Regions from separate parts of the Mus musculus genome. Here all the other regions are linked to region 3. The links are chromatin contacts, called in public Hi-C and promoter capture Hi-C maps. All regions are on one chromosome and are shown on one strand. Each heading gives the region's core, a stretch centred on a gene start, on an enhancer-like site or on the middle of the called end of the contact. The rest is flanking DNA. Distances are from core to core; before and after follow the strand shown.

Region 1 (4,132 bases), core at 737-3,236, 410 kb before region 3:
TACTATATATCAGGGTATCAGAAAACTGAAGAAGGTAGTTAAAAAATTGGATTACAACTTGTTTCAGTTTAAATAGAAAGTGTCTATCTAAGTTTTTGAATTCGAAATTTATTTTATTTATCAAGTAAATTAAAAAGTATACTATTAATATTATTAAATCATTATTCTATCTGTTCTATCCTTTTTATATGACATTATTTTTGTGTATGGGTTTTTGCCTGCATGTATGTCTGTGCACCATGTGTGTGCAGTGTCTTTGATGGCAGTCTTTCCCTGGGTTTGGAGATATGGACCATTGTGAGTTGCCATGTGCACACTGGGAACTGAACCCGGGTCCTCTGGTAGATAAGCAATGACTGTTAACTACTGAGCCATCACCTCATCCCCTTTTATTCTAATTTATTGTTTTCCAGCATGTTGTACAGTACAAATTAAAGTGAAGGTAAATACCAATAAGTAAAATTGTCCAGTCGTTAGTAACAATTTTGTGGTTTTTTGCCATTAGAAATTATATTTTATGCTGTATATTTTTAGTTAACAGGGCTTTGACTTCTCTTGCTGTTACTGTAATCTGTGTTATATTGAGAAACTTTATCCTCTTTGTCCTTCAATTTCTCAATATAATAATATTATATTATAATAATACAAATGCATTTATAATAATACAAATCCATTGACTCATGTTGGTTTCAGTTGGACAATGCATCTAGCTAAAGCTCTCTGCAGAGCTAGTGTCTAAAGCCTCGCTACTGACAGCCCACTCCCAAGTCTGGAATATTTACTCCAGCCTCATGACATGTCTGTCCTACACAGATTCACTTGGGAAGTAGCTAAAAGCACCAAAGCATGCTGTTATAAAGTTATGTTAACTTCAGTAAATACCTCTGGTTAGAACTGTCATTTGCCTTCTAACATTTGTGTTAACTGTGAAATGGACTTATTCAAGAGTCATGTTTAGCATAATCCAATTCACATTTCAGTACAAGTTTATCCTAACAGAAATAGCAAGTGTGTATATCAAGTAATAGAAAGAAGAAAATGAGATCCTTGAATGATAGAAGTCATATCTATATCTAAAAGATACATTTACAAAATTCCATCCAAATTGTGCCCTTTATTTATTTTTCAAATTGTGCCCTTTAAATGGAGGGAGTTAGTAAACAATTTGTGGGGACCAACTTCTTTGCGTGAATAAGTATAGTGTTCTAAGGTTAATATAAAAATCTAAGAAAAGTCCATGAAACCACTGGCTTTGGTTCATAATGAATCTAAATATATCTTAGGGATACATATATTGAATTATAGTTTTTGTCTTGATTTAGCCTTTTGAATTTGAGAGGTGATTATTTTAGGATATTAGATAGCCAAAGAAAATGGGTTATTTTGCTAGAAAATTGGTTTCTGGATTTGAATCAATGTCTTGATTTGAAGCTTTCCAGTTATATAGCCTGCTTTTTAAAAAACATTTGGATCTACTGTTTGTGAAGCATGCTGTATAGCATTAGTATAAGTAAATATAGCCTTTAAGAATGTGGAGATTTATCATTTCTTTTCTTTTTCTTTCTTTCTTTTTTTTTTTTTTAAACAACATCCGACTTGTTTTTATTAAGTGACAAATTTGCGTTTTCTTTTAGTTTTAAGTGAGTAAATGTTTGTGAATTGATGAGTACTTTCAGCCAACACATGAATGTCAAATAGCACACAGGCAAATGAGAACTACGTAGTCAAACACGCCGCACCACACAGCTCTTTCCTTGGCAACACATAATGACGTCACGTGGTCTCACGGCTCAAGAGTGATGAGATGCAGGATGGGAAAAAAACGAATACGAGAAAGGATGGGATCTGTGCCACGTGAGACAAAGAAAGGAAAGAGCATCCACCTTGGAGGCTCAGTGCACTCCCATAGTCCTGTGCGTGGTAGTTGCTGGTTGTGTCCACGTCAGGGAAAGAGGCACTGTGAGGCATTCTCCCACAATCATTTTGGTACAGGGGACAATGACTAGCACCATCTGGAGGCAGTGGGTGGAAAGGCTGGTGCATGGGGCTCCTTTTGAGAGCATGAAGAGATGAATTCCTTTCAGGAATCTGTGGCAGCAGTTCACTGATAAGCCTGTGCAGGATGCTGTTGTCTGGCAAGCTTCCCCTCCGCTTTTCGGCTTTTATTTGGTCGCAAATGTCTTTCAGGGCAGAGTCCAGAGCTTCAACTACTGAGGCTTTGCATTTTGCCTTTTCAGTCTGTTTTTGGGGAGTCAGGATTTTTTTCCTTCGGAAAGGCACAGGGCTGACTAGAAATGCAAGCTTAGACAGGCCAGGATCCATTTCTTGCCTTCTGGGTCGGTCCATGTTTTCATGCTTAGCTCTTTCATGTTTTAGCATTGTGGTAAATCGAGTGTAAGAAGCCGGGCATCGGCCTTTGCAGGAGCTGATGAGGTGTCGGTGATGGTGATGGTGATGGTGGTGGTGATGGCTCGATCCGTAGAAGCTTTCAGAGGATGTGAATGAAAAGTGGTCAAAGTCACTTTCACTACAAAAGGACGACCCTTCGACGTGAACGTAGTCGCTGTGGTCGGACACAACCCCATCTTGGTCACTGTCGGAAAACTCCATGTGTGTTCTAGGTTGCTCGTCGCTGGTGACCTCGATGTGGATGGGCACCAGGGTGTTAGACTTGCAGCTTCGCTGACCCTGAGAAGGGTGACGAACCTGAGTTTCTTCCTCCAGCAGAGACTCGATAGAAAATCGCCTCTTGGGACACAAACCATTTTGTGGGGGTTCTAGGGTTATAGGAGATAACATTTCATCTCCTAGATTGGGCATAGACTTCGACTTCTGAATCAGCTTTTCAAATTCCGAAATGCGAGTGGGCACCACGTCCCTGGGCACCTCCTCGGTGGAAGACTGGCTCCATCCGTGCAGCAGCCCCCTGTGCTGTTGCTCCTTCTCGTACTGCAGGATCCTGGATTTCACCGAGCAAATGACCTCTGAATTCATCAAGTCCTTGCGGTTGATGCGATGCATTTTCTTGTACATTTTGAGGAAGCCTGGGGCATTATGGGCTGACCTGTGTTTGAGCCTAGATCTGCTGTTCCCGCACACTTCCTGGATGTAGGGGGACGCCCATGTCATGGGGCAGCTCTCTTTGGAGTCTTCTTCACATAACAGAGAACCCATACTCTCTGACTTGGTTTTAGGGTCTGGGAAGCTGTCGCAGTCGTCATTCAGGAGATCATCGCAGCTACGTGATTTGATTTTGGGGGAAACGGTCTCTTCAGTGCTACTCCAGATCTCTGCATTTTGCCGGGCCATTTGCCAGCCATTCTTGAAAGTGATGGCCCTTTGCGAGTCCCCGGGGACGTCCAAATGTTGTCTGTAAGCGTTGCAGCACTCTAACTCACCAGAGGGGGTGCCATTGAGCCCCGAGTAACTGCAAAGGGGCGGACACATTTTGCTATCATCCCCACCTTTCAGTCCAGAGCGGCATGGCAGGAGAAAGACATTTGGAGAAGTTAAAAGGTTCGCAGAGAAAGGAGAGCATGTCAATATTAGCACAGCAAAGAGAAGGCAGTTAGTGTGGGTTTAATATAGGCCACCTTAACACACATAGCTTTAATTTCAGAGGGAAGCAAGATAATATTTTTCAGTGCAACTCTGTAGACATTACAGTGAACACAATCACACATGAAATGCACTTGGTATAGCTAACACATTTCTATTGCACAATTCAATTGTCTTTTAGCCAGCAAGCCATGTCCAAACCATAACTCTATCTATAATACGCTCGCTCTCTCTCTCTCTCTCTCTCTCTCTCTCTCTCTCTCTCTCTCTCTCTCTCTCAACAATGTAAAAATTATGATCTTATGATCTTTCCAAATTGTCAATTCATTCAGTTAATGTGTAATGCTTGGGAAAGGAAGTTGATTTAAGAAAAATACTTAAAATTAACCGGATTCTTTTACATTTTGGATTTTATCTGAGAAAGATGAATCCACAACATTTCATGACTGACTTGTTATTTAGGGTATTTGCTGGCATGGCTGAGCAGAATATAACGAAGGTGTGTTAGTTAATGAAGAAATCACTTTCTGAAAGTTAGTTAGGTCTTAGATAGGCCAGCTGCTTACCCACACAG
Region 2 (3,788 bases), core at 690-3,189, 340 kb before region 3:
TGTATACATATATATGTATGTATACACCATATCACCTCAGTGAGTTCTGAGTCAAAGCACCACAAATGTAGAGCAGGGAGACGAAGCATCTTGCTGTTCATCCACCTTCTCTCCCATTTTTACCCCTCAGCGTATTTTCTCATTACTTCTGCCCCACTGCTCTCTTTTCTGTATTCTGATCAATGGAAATTCTCAACATATGTTGGGGTTTAGGCAATCACACTAGTCAGTAGATTTTTATTTTTAAAGGGCAGTTGAGCTAAACTGTAGCTGTTTGATCATTCATAAATCACTATCCTCAGAATGTCAGGCTTGGAATAACAGCTGCCTATTTACATACATATTTGTGCATGTCAAATAGGCACATGACCCAGATCTTTGGTCCACCTGCTATCACTCTGTAAAAAGCATCACCATTGCTGAATCTAGTGGCCCAGGCTTGAAATATCAGTACTCAGGAGGCAGGGCAGGAATGTTACAAGTTCAAGTCTAGCCTGGGCTCTGGAGTGAGTTTCAGATCATCCTGGGGCCTCGATGAGATCTATCTAAAAAGGAGGAGGGAGGAGGAGGAGGAGGAGGAGGAGGAGGAGGAGGAGGAGGAGGAGGGTGGTACTGGAGATGCAGGAATATAGTTCAATGGTAGAGCACTTTCTAGAATGTACTGCCAAAAATTTTACTGCTTTCCAGCCTCAAAAAGCATTGACATCATATTTGACTCATAATTGCTATTACCATGTTCATTTGTGGTCAAATCTTATAATGTTGTGTATATCTAGAACTCACAACTATGCAAATTTAACTTCTCTGTGAGCATCTTCTAGCTTGCCTTGACTGTTTTAGTGCCTCACGACTGGTTTCCCTTCCTCTGCTTGTACCTGCATGTGTTGTATTCTGATTCTGGAATATTCTGAGAGAGGTGGCTGTAACATGATAGAGAATAATCATTTTGTTCAAAGGACTCCAACTCATGGTCCCATCTCCCATCCTCTAGGCCCATGGCTACCACTCTTGCTCCCTGCCCAGTCTGTTCTAGGATCTGGAATACTTCACTGTTGCTTGCACATACCAAGCCCACTACTATCCCAGCGTTTTCCTCTCGGCCCAGAGTACTTCCATCTATCACCAGCTTTGTCCTTTAGTCGCCCGGCTTAATGCTCAGATGCTACCTGCCTTAGTTACTTTTCTATTCCTGTCATAAAACACCGTGGCCAAGGCAAGCTATAGAAGGAAGAGGTTATTTGGGCATAACGGTTCCAGAGGAATAAAAAATCCATTATAACGGGACATATGGTAGCAAGTTGAGAGCTCACATCTTTAAACCACAAGCACCAGGCAGAGCTAGCACATTGGAAGTAGACAAAGCTTTAAGCTCTCAAAGTTCACTCCCATGGACATTCTCCCTCCAAAGAGGCTGCACCTCTTAAACCTCCATAAATAGTGTCAGTAATTGGGGACCAAGTGTCCAAATAATCAAGACTATGGGGGACATTTATGTACATATCACCCTACCAGAGAGACCATTCCTGGCCACCCCATATAAATAGCCAATTTCTTTATTTCCACTATTCTTTGGGAGTTTTCCTGCAGAGCACTCTTCCTGCCTTGAGGGCTTACATGTTTGTTTATGATCTCATTTTCATCGACACAGCAGGGGCCTCCATCAGGAGAAGGTGATTCAGAGGCAGGAAACACAGTCATAGGGTGGAACCCACGGGGAGGAAAAGCCCTTGTTCTGGTATGGCTCCACACTGGGCAGTCGTGGGGAAAGAATGAGTACGGTGAAGTGCTGAAGTCAAGGTTTCTTTTCCGTTTAGGAAGTTCAAGGAGATAGTCATTTTTAGCACCAGGGCAACTCTGGAAATATTACTGTGGTAGAGATGTGAGCCAGACAGTCTCAAAGAGAGTAGAACGAGTCTGTGCTCCATGATGTAACAAAAACAGTCAACATTGGCTGAGCACAGTGATGCAAGCCCATAATCCCGAGAACTTGGGAGGTGGAGGTCGGGAGAACAGAAATCCAAGGTCATCTTGATTATATAGTAAATTCAAGCATAGTTTGGGCTGTAAGAATTCCTGTCTCAAAGAAATGACAGTCATTGTGGCCCCATGTGTCATTAAAGTAGCAGCCTATGAATTAATTTTGCCACATGTTGATAGTGAACACCACTTTTTACCTTTTTTGTTTGTTTGTTTACATTTGTGAAATCAGACATTAATTGATCTACTTTTGGATTCTGACCAAGGGTATGAATTCAGTTAACATCAGAACAACTCTGTGCACCCCGAAACTACCACTTCCCATTGGGACCTTCATTTTGAATTCTGTAAGTGAAATATTAGTGACTATCACTGATCTTGAAGTGTAACGAGAAATTAGTTTTCTCAATTATAACAACTGTCATCCATTAATTGGGATAAGTTAATTGGCTACGTGCATGGGGTTAGAGCTTAACATCTAATCTTTTGGGGTTTTGTTAAAAGTACAAGTGATGAGATAGTCTCTTATTAAGCTAACACATTTGCATTTTAACAGACTTTTAATTTTTTTTCAAAAGGAATGCTTCTAACCATGCACAAGGTCAGCAGGTTGGATGCCATGATATTTTTGAGCAGTGTCTTGCAAAAACAAAACTTCAACCTGTGTCACCAGCCTCTCACTGCACCCAATGATTCCAATATTTGATGCATATCAAGGTCATACTTGAACTTCAGGATTACATTAAGCCAGCACCCAGCAGAATCACAGCAGTCTGTAAAATGTTAATACACTTCTGTCTGTATGTTAACTGCTTCAGGCTTTTTTCTCCTCATTTAGTCTCCTAAAATCTTCACAAAAACATGTTTTATGATAACAACAAAAAAGCAATGAATCTTGCAACCTGAATTCCTCAAACAGTGATTTTAGCGTTTATCTTATGGCATCTTTCTAACATTTGATTCTATGAAAAGATAAGGAACTGTATTGTGAGACTACAGATTAAAGGGCTTATAAATCATCTTGTTAAAGGTAAATAAATCATAATGGAATGTCTTATGATAGGCTTTAAGGCTTATAAAAAGTTTTCTCGTCAATGTATGTTAACATTTGCAAATAAAAGAATTTACTTAATCATAGTTAGTTTTAGAAATAGTTGGTTCTATAATTTGCCTAAACTGAGAGAGTTGATGTTAAGACTAACATCATTAGTATTTATTCTCTTACAATACTATAAGGTAGGATTATTCAAACAGAAAAGGAAGATCTTGAGGAAACTTTATCTCAGCATTAAATTTGTCTCCTGCAATCTGCAGCGTTTCCCTCCACAAACTACTCCTGAATTCTAAGGAAAGCATAACAAATTGGGGAAGGGCTTACAATAAGGCCCTGCCAAGCAAGGGGCAAAGGCGGCATCACCATTATGGGTAATGGTGTCTGATTGGATTAGAGGCATGTTCAATAGGAGGAAATTTAATTCCTGGTATGGTTATCCTTATTGATACCCCTTGGCTAAAGTCATAGGCCCTTGGGCTATTGATAATTTGCTAAATGGTCATGCTGTCAAATTGCTTCCCAGATATTCATGTTTGTATGTATAGACCTAGGCTGCTTTTAACCTTGGTCTGGGAATTTATTTTTTTCTTGAGCAGCAGTCACTGGAAAGATATGTAGCAAATCAAAGAGCTACAGATAGGAGACTGAGTGTTCAGCCCTAAACAATAATATCTATATTAATTCTGTTACCACCAAGCCTTAGGGAATATCATAGATAACAGGAAGATTGTAAGAACCAGAGAACAGTGAGGAGTTC
Region 3 (4,061 bases), core at 1,259-3,758:
AACACTTTAACATTACTAACAGCCTGTCTAAAATGAGTACAGTCCTAGTCCGTGAATCATTTCTTTTCTTTGCATTATTCTTCAGCTTCAGCTAGAGCATCATGGTCCACCACCTAAGGCTCGTGTCATGAAAACTGCATGCTGTTGGTAATTAAGGATTAACCTGGTAACATCTCACATGTGTCTACAAAGCTGTTGATGGATGAACAATGGCTGTAAGAGACCCAGTGGCTTCCTTAGAAGGGTTTATTATGGGTGCAATTACAGATCATTTTTCCAAAGCAGTGTCTGCAAAAACAAAAGGGTCAATCACTCATCCACTGCCCCTTGTTTATGGGGCTAGCTTTTCAGAAAGCCACAGTCATTAGTTAACTAGCAGTGGGACCTTCCTCCATGGGCCTTCTCTCTTTCTGTCGCTTTCTCTACGGATTAAAGACAGTTGCTATCACCACTTGAATTTATAGCCAGCTGTTTAGAGCCAATGTGGCCACTGAATACTTTTCTAGAATCACAAGTAAAATACGATGATGGTGAAAAGCTCCTCTTTGCTTAAGCAATCCCCTAACAGTTTCCTAGGGTTATCATAACAAGTTGCCACGTCAGGATGGCTTCACGTAGCACACTTCTGCAGGCTACAAATCCTACACTGGGTATCTGCAAAGCTCGGATCCCCTGGAAACCTGGAAGTCAGGATTTTTCTCTCCCTCTACCACCTGAACAGTAGTTTTGAGACTGTCCACATATCTGTCACCACAGAGGTTAGGGTGTTTTCTCCCATGTCACTTTTCTTGCTCACAGTATACTGTCCCATTGGCTTAGGGTCCATGCAAATGACTTCATCAGAACTTAATTATATTATGGTCCTGTCACCCAGGTTTTTTGTCATATGGTTTCAGTTGAGGTCAACTATGATTCAGAAATATTACTGTAGGAATTATATGAGTCTGTGTATGTGTGCCTGTGTATATATATGTGTCTGTGTCTGTGTCTATGTCTGTGTCTGTGTCTGTGTGTGTGTCTGTGTCTGTGTCTGTGTCTGTGTCTGTGTCTGTGTGTCTGTGTCTGTGTGTCTGTGTGTCTGTGTCTGTGTCTGTGTCTGTGTCTGTGTCTGTGTCTGTGTCTGTGTCTGTGTCTGTGTCTGTGTCTGTGTCTGTGTCTGTGTCTGTATCTGTATCTGTATCTGTATCTGTATCTATATCTATATCTACATATAAAGAGAGAGTGTGTGTGTAAGGACAAGGGACCAGCCATTCACATAACATTTACTGCAAGCCTGAGGAGCTATGTGAAGTATCTGAATGCCCTGACATATGTTCCATAGCTTGGGGACCATCTGGCAAATTGCAGCACAGGGGAATGACAAGAACATGGCAAGTGGCAGTTGGCCAATGCCAGTCTGCTTCTGATAGCCTTTCATTGTCCTACAGTCGTCACAGCCTTTCTGGTCTGTCCCCAGCACCTCTGTCTCTAGGGTCCACCACTGCTGACCTGGGGTTGTCTGGCACTCACTCACCCTTCCCCTCATCCAGATCCTTCCTTCCAAGCTTTCCATGTTGACGACTGCATACTCTTCCTAGTCCCAGAATCTGATTAGATGGAGCCTTATTGCTCCAGAGCTCTCTCTCTCTCTTTCACCCTCTCTCTCCCCCTCCCCCTGCCCCTCCCCCTCTGCAGGTGCTGTGCTTTCTCCCAGGTGATGCTGACTGAGATGGTGGTCATGTGCTACACTTGTGTCTAAGGGCTTATCTCAGTCACAACCTGAGATAGATAAGTATCTGTTTTGTTTTGTTTTGTTTTGTTAGTTTTATTGTACTTCAAGAACACTGTATCTCCTTGTCTCTCAGTGCTAAATGAGTCTTGAAATTCTATAAAGGTGCTTCTGACATGTTTATTTGCCAGGTAGGATACACTAATGAGATCATGGGCCATTTTCAATATGATAGGTAGAAAATGAGCTGCCTATGGGAAAACATAAAGCTTGATGTTCCAATTATGTTACAGTTTGAAAAGAAACACCCTCCCAGGTTCATGCGCTAGAGGCTTGGTCTTCAGTTGGTAGTGTAGAGATCCCCTCATTAAAAGTGTTTTTAAATGTTGTCATAGTTACAACAAACGGAGATGCAAAGCTTACCAGAAGGTATAAAAATAACCATAGCTCAGCTCATACATATATAAAATCAAAGTAGGTGTAATGCCATTTGTTCCACATAAGATATCTTGACATCTTCAGTGATGGACAGAAAATAAATCTTGGGGTAAACAAAGTGGAGCCCATTTCAAGCATATTCCCTCAATTCACCTTCCTGCTCACCCTTCTCACATCAAAGATCATGATCATGAGCATGGTATATTTGAACTTGTCAAGTCGAATGAGTTCCAGAACATTCTGGAACCGATGGGTCCGCTTGCAGGGATTATGTTCAAGGTCCTAGTAGCTCCTGGGCAGCCTGAAGCTGTAAGGATGGTGGCGAAATTTGAGACTGTTTCTTTAAGGCAAGAGTCAAGGAGGGGAGCTGGTGTTTCTATTGTGGACACAGCCCAGCTACAGCCTGGAGTCCAATTAGCAGAGAGCTTAGCAGGGGTTTTGTTTAGCTTAGCAACCGCCTGTGCAGCCCCAGGGGCCAGCCAGAGAATCTCCAGCGAGTTTAGCCCATAATCCGTGCATCCAACACTAGTCCTCTCCTTGAGCTCTGTGCCCCTGGTCCCTTGAACATCTTACTACACTGTGGGACAGGAGGGATTTCTCTTTGCAGAGGGTAACCAGCCTCCCTCTGTCGCCTTTACATCTGTGGGTTCATTGGAGAGGGTCTGTCAGACCCATAAGGAACTAAACGCTGAAACAACGGATTCCTGTGGGTGGAAAAAAAGACCTAGAAGCCTCGAGGAAGCTGTGTGCCAGGACCCCAGGACCCTCTGCTCGTCCCCAGAGCCATCTGATCCAGATCGCTGCAGGGGGTGGTGGATGGAGCCCTGCAGACCAGCACCTGGTGTCCTTGACCTCCCGGCGACAGTCACAGTAACCTCTCCAGGACCAAGGCATGAAGGTCGCTGTGTTGGACCTGGGGTCTCTGTTTGCCAAGATCTTCAAGCTCTCAACAGCATCCCCGGCAGTCTCCAGCCACCCTGGAGGCGCGGCGGCCACAGGATCAGTAGACTCCGGCGCCAGCACGTCGCTTAGAGAGGCTGAGACCCTGACTTTGCTCCCATCTCTGCCTCCAGACACCGCGGCCTCACGGGAGCCCTTCACCCCGGTGCACACTCCGCTCCCTGCCTCGCACCCCAGGAGCTCCGCAGCTGCTCAAAGGGTAGAAGCAACAGGGTGTTCCGGATCTCTGCCCAGCAGCTCAGGAGCATCCATAGCACCGCCCTTAACCCCCTACAGTGGCTCTGCCGGCTCAGTGGCTTCAGTGACTTTACCCAGCCCAGGGGTTGACTGGGCGACCCTGCCTTCTGTCACCATCCCCTTGGGCAGCAACAGCGTCACAGCATCAAGTCCACGGAACCCTCGCCAGCTGCGAGCTCCTGGAGAGCGAGAGCCCAGTGTATGGATGGCCCCGGGTCCGGTTCCCAAAACTCTGTTTTTCACCTTGCCTGACATTGGCGAGGAATGGACCTCGGACAGCGACTCCCAGGATGACCCAGAAGGGTGAGTAGCAACAGTGTTGTCAACTTTGACTTCCACCCTCTGCCTGCCACAATCTCTTCCCGGGTTCACTCCGCCCACTCCCAGGCTTTCTGGTCATTTCCAACATAGACTATGAGAAACTTTCCCTTAACATCCTCACAGTAAACTTCTTGTTGATCAAGGGAGAAAAAGAGGGAAGGGACAGACTGTGTGCTAGGTCTCTGCTACCCGAAGCACTGAACCCTAGACAGTGAGCATGATTTTCACGAGTCTGTTTATTTTCAAGCACCTTTCTCTGCGACAGAATGCACCAGGTGTCCAGGCAACCCGCTCTACTGGAGAGCAGCAATGGTTAAGAAATGGCTGTGCTTCCACAGTTTGAGGATCAGATCCCAAGAGGAATGACTTTCCTTTACATGACACCTAGTTAATTTAC

What was found. Promoter capture Hi-C pulls out the DNA fragments that hold promoters and counts their contacts. A called contact is a pair of places that touch in the nucleus more often than the background predicts.
Region 1: a Hi-C map of cortical neurons shows a contact between it and region 3, with 2.4 times the contacts expected there. The contact joins the enhancer-like site here to the promoter of Fam149a in region 3. A contact is called at or near these places in 7 of 39 promoter capture datasets (the C10 cell line, cranial neural crest, embryonic stem cells and 3 more), 4 of 484 Hi-C or Micro-C datasets (cortical neurons, embryonic fibroblasts, nephron progenitors and 1 more), 6 of 115 datasets of contacts at active chromatin or transcription factors (embryonic forebrain, embryonic midbrain, embryonic stem cells and 2 more) and 3 of 9 other capture datasets (adipose tissue, embryonic stem cells and liver).
Region 2: a promoter capture Hi-C map of liver shows a contact between it and region 3, with 3 times the contacts expected there. The contact joins the enhancer-like site here to the promoter of Fam149a in region 3. A contact is called at or near these places in 3 of 39 promoter capture datasets (cranial neural crest, liver and stem cell-derived epiblast-like cells), 1 of 115 datasets of contacts at active chromatin or transcription factors (embryonic stem cells) and 2 of 9 other capture datasets (adipose tissue and embryonic stem cells).

What each region holds. Positions count from the first base shown.
Region 1 is chr8:45,794,310-45,798,441 of GRCm38.p6, reverse strand. Sorbs2 (sorbin and SH3 domain containing 2) reads right to left here. Exons shown (of 24, transcript NM_001205219.1): 16 at 1,884-3,464. The region is part of intron 1 of Sorbs2os (sorbin and SH3 domain containing 2, opposite strand); the gene reads left to right. Among named protein-coding and RNA genes, the nearest start is that of Sorbs2os, 23 kb to the left of the region's middle. Within about 2 kb of position 1,986, at least 8 of the 459 cell types and tissues checked have an H3K27ac peak or open chromatin away from gene starts, as enhancers often do. A contact at or near this core is called in cortical neurons, where this site is marked.
Region 2 is chr8:45,718,007-45,721,794 of GRCm38.p6, reverse strand. The region is part of intron 2 of Sorbs2 (sorbin and SH3 domain containing 2); the gene reads right to left. Among named protein-coding and RNA genes, the nearest start is that of Gm30635, 41 kb to the right of the region's middle. Within about 2 kb of position 1,939, at least 49 of the 459 cell types and tissues checked have an H3K27ac peak or open chromatin away from gene starts, as enhancers often do. A contact at or near this core is called in adipose tissue and liver, where this site is marked.
Region 3 is chr8:45,380,738-45,384,798 of GRCm38.p6, reverse strand. It overlaps Fam149a (family with sequence similarity 149, member A), which reads left to right and starts at 2,508. Exons shown (of 14, transcript NM_153535.2): 1 at 2,508-3,646. The coding sequence starts at 3,039.